2 separate regions of the Mus musculus genome follow, and region 2 is linked to region 1. Evidence: chromatin contacts called from public HiChIP or PLAC-seq data. All regions are on one chromosome and are shown on one strand. The core of a region is the stretch at or near the end of the contact, and the rest is flanking DNA. Distances in the headings are between cores, read along the strand shown.

Region 1 (2,789 bases), core at 269-2,768:
AGTAGTATTAAATAAGTAGTAGCATACAGCTCTAGCCTGACGGATCAATTTAAGGGCAACTAATTTACAACTCTTATCTCTCTCTCTCTCTCTCTCTCTCTCTCTCTCTCTCTCTCTCTCTCTGTCTCTCTCTCTCTCTCTCTCTCTCTCTCTCCAACAAGCTTGGCCTCCACCATCCTACACTTTATGTAGAGTTAAATTTAACAATTTAACTCTATTCATGTGGCTGTGATCTCTGTGTGAGTCCCCAGGGATCTTGCAGGATGTGCCAACAGAGTGTGTCTCCGGTGTCCGAGAGCAGAGCTGTGTCCCTTCGCTTCCCTTCCCTTCCACCCACCCAAGGTTTCCCATACCTTGCACAGCATCCTCACCTCCCTCTCTCTCCTGCTATTTCTCTCCCAGGCCGCAGGGCACAGGTAGTAAGGACTTCTGGGTGACCAGGAACAGGTGTAGGGAAAGCCAGTTCAGTTGCTGAGCGTGGGCTGGGTTCTGCCTCCACGGTTGGGGGTGGTGTGGCCTGGGTGTATATAAGAGGTTTGTGGGCTGAGGCTGGAGCAGATCATCTGAGGAAGAGCTTATCTTAGTTTCCCAGGTACAGGGAATGCACCACATAGAGATGTCTTCAAAGTCACAGCCACTTGGGAAAAGCAGAGCTCAACAGGAGGCTTCACTGCAGGACTTCTTAAGTTGTCTAAAGAGCTTAGACAGGCAGTGGCCATGCTTCTTTGGCCACGAGCTCTATTTTAATCTTTTCCAATGAAAGCGTTGCAGGGTTGCAAGCTCTGTTCTGGAGGACACACTTTAACACACCGGTGGGGTTGCTATAACAAGGGCTGTGGTGACAATCAGCCTCTGGGTGCTGGACCACCCTGTTTGTCCGGCAGCCCCTCCAGCCACATCCTTAGCAGAGCCTGGCTGGAGAACTCAAGCTTGAGCAGGAAGCAGGCAGTTCCAGAGTGAAGCTCTGAACCCCAGGAATTTACAGCATGAGAAGCAGGGACCTGAGCCTGGGGCCCGGACGGGTGAAGAGGTAGAGCAGGGTGCAGCAGCAACAGTTACTAAGTCCAGAAGCTTAGAACAGGGCCAAGAACTGTGATCTGCTCACCTTCTGAGAGCCTCAAGGTTAGCTTCCTGGTCCCATCATTTCCTCCCTGGCACTCAAAAGCTTCTTCTACCTCAGAAGACCCAGAAAGCCTGGAAAGGGGACACTGAACGACAGGGATGGGGAGAACAGGGTAGGGATGAGGGGTTGGGGTTGGGGGTTTAGGCGTTGGAGGGTGAGGTTTGTCTGTGCCTATTGTAAAGTAGATGAAAAAACACAGCAGGCCCTCGAGGCCAGCACACAGAGGCCACTCCATATCCACTCCATATTTACTTGTCGAGAACAAGAGAAAAGATTGAAATGGTTTTACCTGTTTCCTCCTGTGTTCGATCTTCAGGATCCCTAGCAGGATCTGAGAGTAAGAAAACTAAGAAAAGTCTCACACGCTTGGCCACGCCCCCTTCCTCTCTGGGCCTCTGCGAGAGACCAGCAGATATGGTGTGGATGAGAGGCCGTGGTGGAGAACACAAGTTTGGGGTCAGATTGATTCTCTGCAGTCACGTGTTGGCTTGGGTGTCTTCCATGTCTGATGAATTTCCATGCTGCTTTGTCCAGGCTCCCTAGAGCCAGACAACACACAAATACATACCTGAACACACAATAATCAAACACACACACACACACACACACACACACACATATATACTCATGCACCTGGGCGCCATCACAAATAAGTAATAATGAAGTAAAAGACTTCCCATTCAGGAACCCTTCTTCCCAGAGCTAGAGCTCCCAGCTGGCTGGGGAAGGAACAGGTCTTCTTGAAGGTGGCTTTCGCTTGCTGATACATCTTATTGCTAGCAATCACACCGAAGGCAGGAGCAGAGTGATCTAGCACTGACATGAATACCTTAGCAGCTCCACGGGCGAGGGGAGGACCAGAGCTCTGGGGAAGAAAGATTTGCTGAATGGGAACTCTTTACTCCCTTTTTATTTATATGTGATCGTGTCAAGACGCATGAGTGTGTGTGTGTATGTGTGTGTGTTGTGTGTTTGAGCATTGTGTGTGTTCAAGTGTATATTTGTATGTGTGTGTTTGTGTGTCAGGTGAGTGTTATGTTTGTGTATATGTGTGTGTTGTGTGTGTGTTTGTATATTTGAGTGTTGTGCATGTTTGTGTGTTTGTGTTGTATGTTTTTGAGTGTTGTGTGTGTTTGTGTGTGTTATGCATATGTGGTGTGTGTGTACATGTGTATGTGTGTGGTGTGTGTAGTATGCCTGTGGTGTCTGTGGTGTGTATTTGTGAGTGTATATGTATATGGTATGTGTGTGGCATGTGAGAGTATGTGTTTGTATATTATGTGTATTTGAGTGTTGTATATGTTTGTGTTGTATGTTTTTGTGTATGGTGTCTGTATTTGTGTATGAGTTGTGTGTGTTTGTGTTGTATTGTGTGTGAGTGTGTGTGTTGTGTACATGTATATGTATGTGGTGTGTGTATATATGTGTAGTGTGTGTGTGTGTGTGTGTGTGTGTAGAGATCAGAGGACAACCTGTGGAACGCTCTCCTTCCACATTTATGTGGGTTCCAGGGGTCAAACTTAGGTTGTCAAGCTTGCCCACAACCACTTTTACCCACTGAACCATCTGGCAGCCCTGCAAATGGGAAAGTCTTGAGATTGAAACTGAGTCACTTGCTAGGCAGCAGCCAGCAGAGAGATGCAAATTCTACAGATGGCAGGGAACA
Region 2 (2,707 bases), core at 57-2,556, 270 kb after region 1:
CAAGGCATGCAACAATGCCACATTTGGATACACTGGGACTTTCCCACAGACGGAATCAGAGGTAAGTGAGCCACCCACAGGGCCCAGTGACACCACACTGTCACCGGTAGACACATGCAATTTCTACTTGTTCACGGAACCAAAAGACATCCAAATGTGGATGTCAGGCGCACAGCAGCTGAGCCCCAACCACATGCACACATACTCAAATCACAATGAGAGCTCACGGAGGTAACTCACAGACGTAATTCATGGTGAATTATAGGTACAGTCAGCCAAGAGACTGAAGCGGAATGCTGTACAAGTCACAATGAGGCACAAGCTCAGAATGTGTGATTTGCACACGGTGCCACAAAGAAAATGAGACACGTCTCACACACAACCACAGTGGGTCCAAGAGCACCAGATGCACTCGACCTGGGTGGTAGCCATCACACAGAAGATGATAGATAACATACAGACAGCCACACAACATTGCCCCAAAGAATCCCAGCTGTTACACACACACACACACACACACATACACACACACACACACACACACCACGCTGAGCACAATCACAAACGGAAACCCGCAGGCACAGGTGACCAGGCAGGAGTGGCGGGGGCGGGAGGGGGGCAGAACACACCCGACCCCCACCCCGCCGAGATCTCAGGCTCAAAGAAGCTCCTTTTCCCCAGCCCCCACGACAAACGGGGACCACCGACCGGAGGATCTGCGGGGCCTGCCCAGTAATGGGGATGGGGGGTGGGGCTGCTCGCGGCCCTTTCATCTGGGTGTTGGGTCAGGGCTCCCCGTAGGGGGACGATCAGGGCCTAGAGGAGCTCCCCGCTGCCCATATGCGTCCCAGGCCGGTAGTGACGCCCCAATCTTGGGTCTCGCCGCCAGGTTGCAATCCCTCACGTGTACCCCTTCTGGTCCCCAGCGGGGTCGCTCCTACATGCACCAGCTTGGAAACCCAGCTCCGGCCCTCTGCCGCAGCCCGATCGCACCACCGTCCCCGCTTCCCACCCCGAGGCCCGGTGCTTACTCGAACATGGATGCGGCGCCCCGGCTGCAGGGCAGGACCCGGCCGGCTGCTCTGAGATGGGCCTCCCGGGCCTCGCCTGCCTCGGCCGCCGCCTCCACCGGACCCTGCCACCCGCACAAAAGGCCGGAGCCGCCGGAGGCCGCCTCGGCGTCAGCGACACCCCCTTCCTGCTCCCGCCCCGCGCGTCACGGCGCCGCCCCCGCCGGGAGGGGGACATGGACGCGAGCGCGGGCCTAGGCCTAGGATGGCTGGGGAAAGAGTCCGGCTGGGAGACAGAAGAAAATTTTTATTTAAAATGAGCAGCCTGGGCGGGGCGTGATAGCGCACGCCTCACATCCCAGAGGCTGAGACAGGAGGATTGGCATGAGTTCGAGGCCAGCTTGGGCTACATAATGAATTCCAGGCCACTGGAATGCAGAGTGAGAATTTGTCTTCAAAACAAATGAGCAAACAAGTTTAAACACCCTGGGCTTCTCCCCTGGACCCAGAAGAGTCTCTGAGAAGTGGGATGGAGGTGGGTGACAGGCTGATGCTGGGAAGAACTGGCCTGGGGCGGAAGTCTGGGGGTGGGGTCGGGGAACCACAGCTGGAGGGTGGAAAGCCTCTTCCCGTTCTCCCCACCCAGCCTCAGAACCTCAGTTCCTGCCTTAGAAGCGTTCACTTTTCCGCGCGCGCGTGTGTATGGAGACTTCCCCAGCCTAATCGTGCAGACCACGTCAGATTCCAGCCCACCCGGCTCCTAGCAGTGCTGTGTGCGCTTGGGCAAGTCCCTCAGGCCTGGGGAGCCCCCTGCTCCCAGGCAAGGGGTTTCCCCCAGAACAGCACAGGGGCAGGGCTCATCAGCGTTTTTGATACTGGGAAGCCTGCCGAGCCTCAGGACGGGAAATGACCATACATTGCAGTGTAGGACGAGTTCTTGTGCCAGCCAGCCCTGCACCCACCTCTGCAAGCCAGGCGTGGTTGTCGTCCTTGTTGGAGAACACAATGTGAACGAGCCTCTGGCTTTGGGACCCAGCCCAGGGATTTCTCCCCACCCCTCTTCGGCCTTCAGCCTCTTGTCCAGCTACAGTAGGCCCAGTCCCACCTTGTTTGGTTTCCATTCCTATCCCGCTCTGTTACCACTTACAGCCAGAGCTCTAGCCTGTGAATCGCCAAGTCTGGCCAGAGGCCTCTTGGCTTCAAGCCCTACCCTGGCTCCACCTCATTCCTTGTTTTAAAAAAAAAAGTGCTCATCTTGGTGTCCAGAGCCCTCCTGATTGGGCCCCTTCCACCTGTCTGTCTAACTGGTTCCTCCTTAGCCTCCTGGTTGATTATCCCAGGTGTCAATCTACCCCCCTGCTCATCCCACCTGCCTCCGGCCTCAGGACCTTTGCACTGCTATCCCTTCCACAGGAGGAAGCTCGCTCTTCTTGCATGGCTGCCTTCCATCTTTCTGTGTTGCTCTTTTTATACGTCCGTAGCTTGTTTACTCTTAGAAAGACATTTACTTCGGTGGTGAGGGCTTGGGTGGGTTGGATATCATTATATAGCCTGGGCTGGCCTCAAACCTCAGTATGTAGCTGAGTCAGGGCTCGAATTTATGAACTTGCCTCAGCCTCCTAAATGCTGGGATTACAGGCAGGAACCACCAACCGCACAAATTTTTACATTTTTACTTAGTGAATATTCATTTCAAA

Evidence for each region. HiChIP or PLAC-seq counts read pairs in DNA pulled down with a chosen protein or histone mark.
Region 2: an H3K27ac HiChIP or PLAC-seq map of microglia shows a contact between it and region 1, with 4 times the contacts expected there. The contact joins the promoter of Gramd1a here to the promoter of Cd22 in region 1. A contact is called at or near these places in 2 of 39 promoter capture datasets (neutrophils and pre-B cells), 1 of 115 datasets of contacts at active chromatin or transcription factors (microglia) and 2 of 9 other capture datasets (adipose tissue and liver).

What each region holds. Positions count from the first base shown.
Region 1 is chr7:30,878,824-30,881,612 of GRCm38.p6, forward strand. Cd22 (CD22 antigen) reads right to left here and starts at 1,519. Exons shown (of 16, transcript NM_001043317.2): 1 at 1,413-1,519; 2 at 1,106-1,194; 3 at 372-517.
Region 2 is chr7:31,149,865-31,152,571 of GRCm38.p6, forward strand. Gramd1a (GRAM domain containing 1A) reads right to left here and starts at 1,307. Exons shown (of 19, transcript NM_027898.4): 1 at 1,032-1,307. The coding sequence starts at 1,039.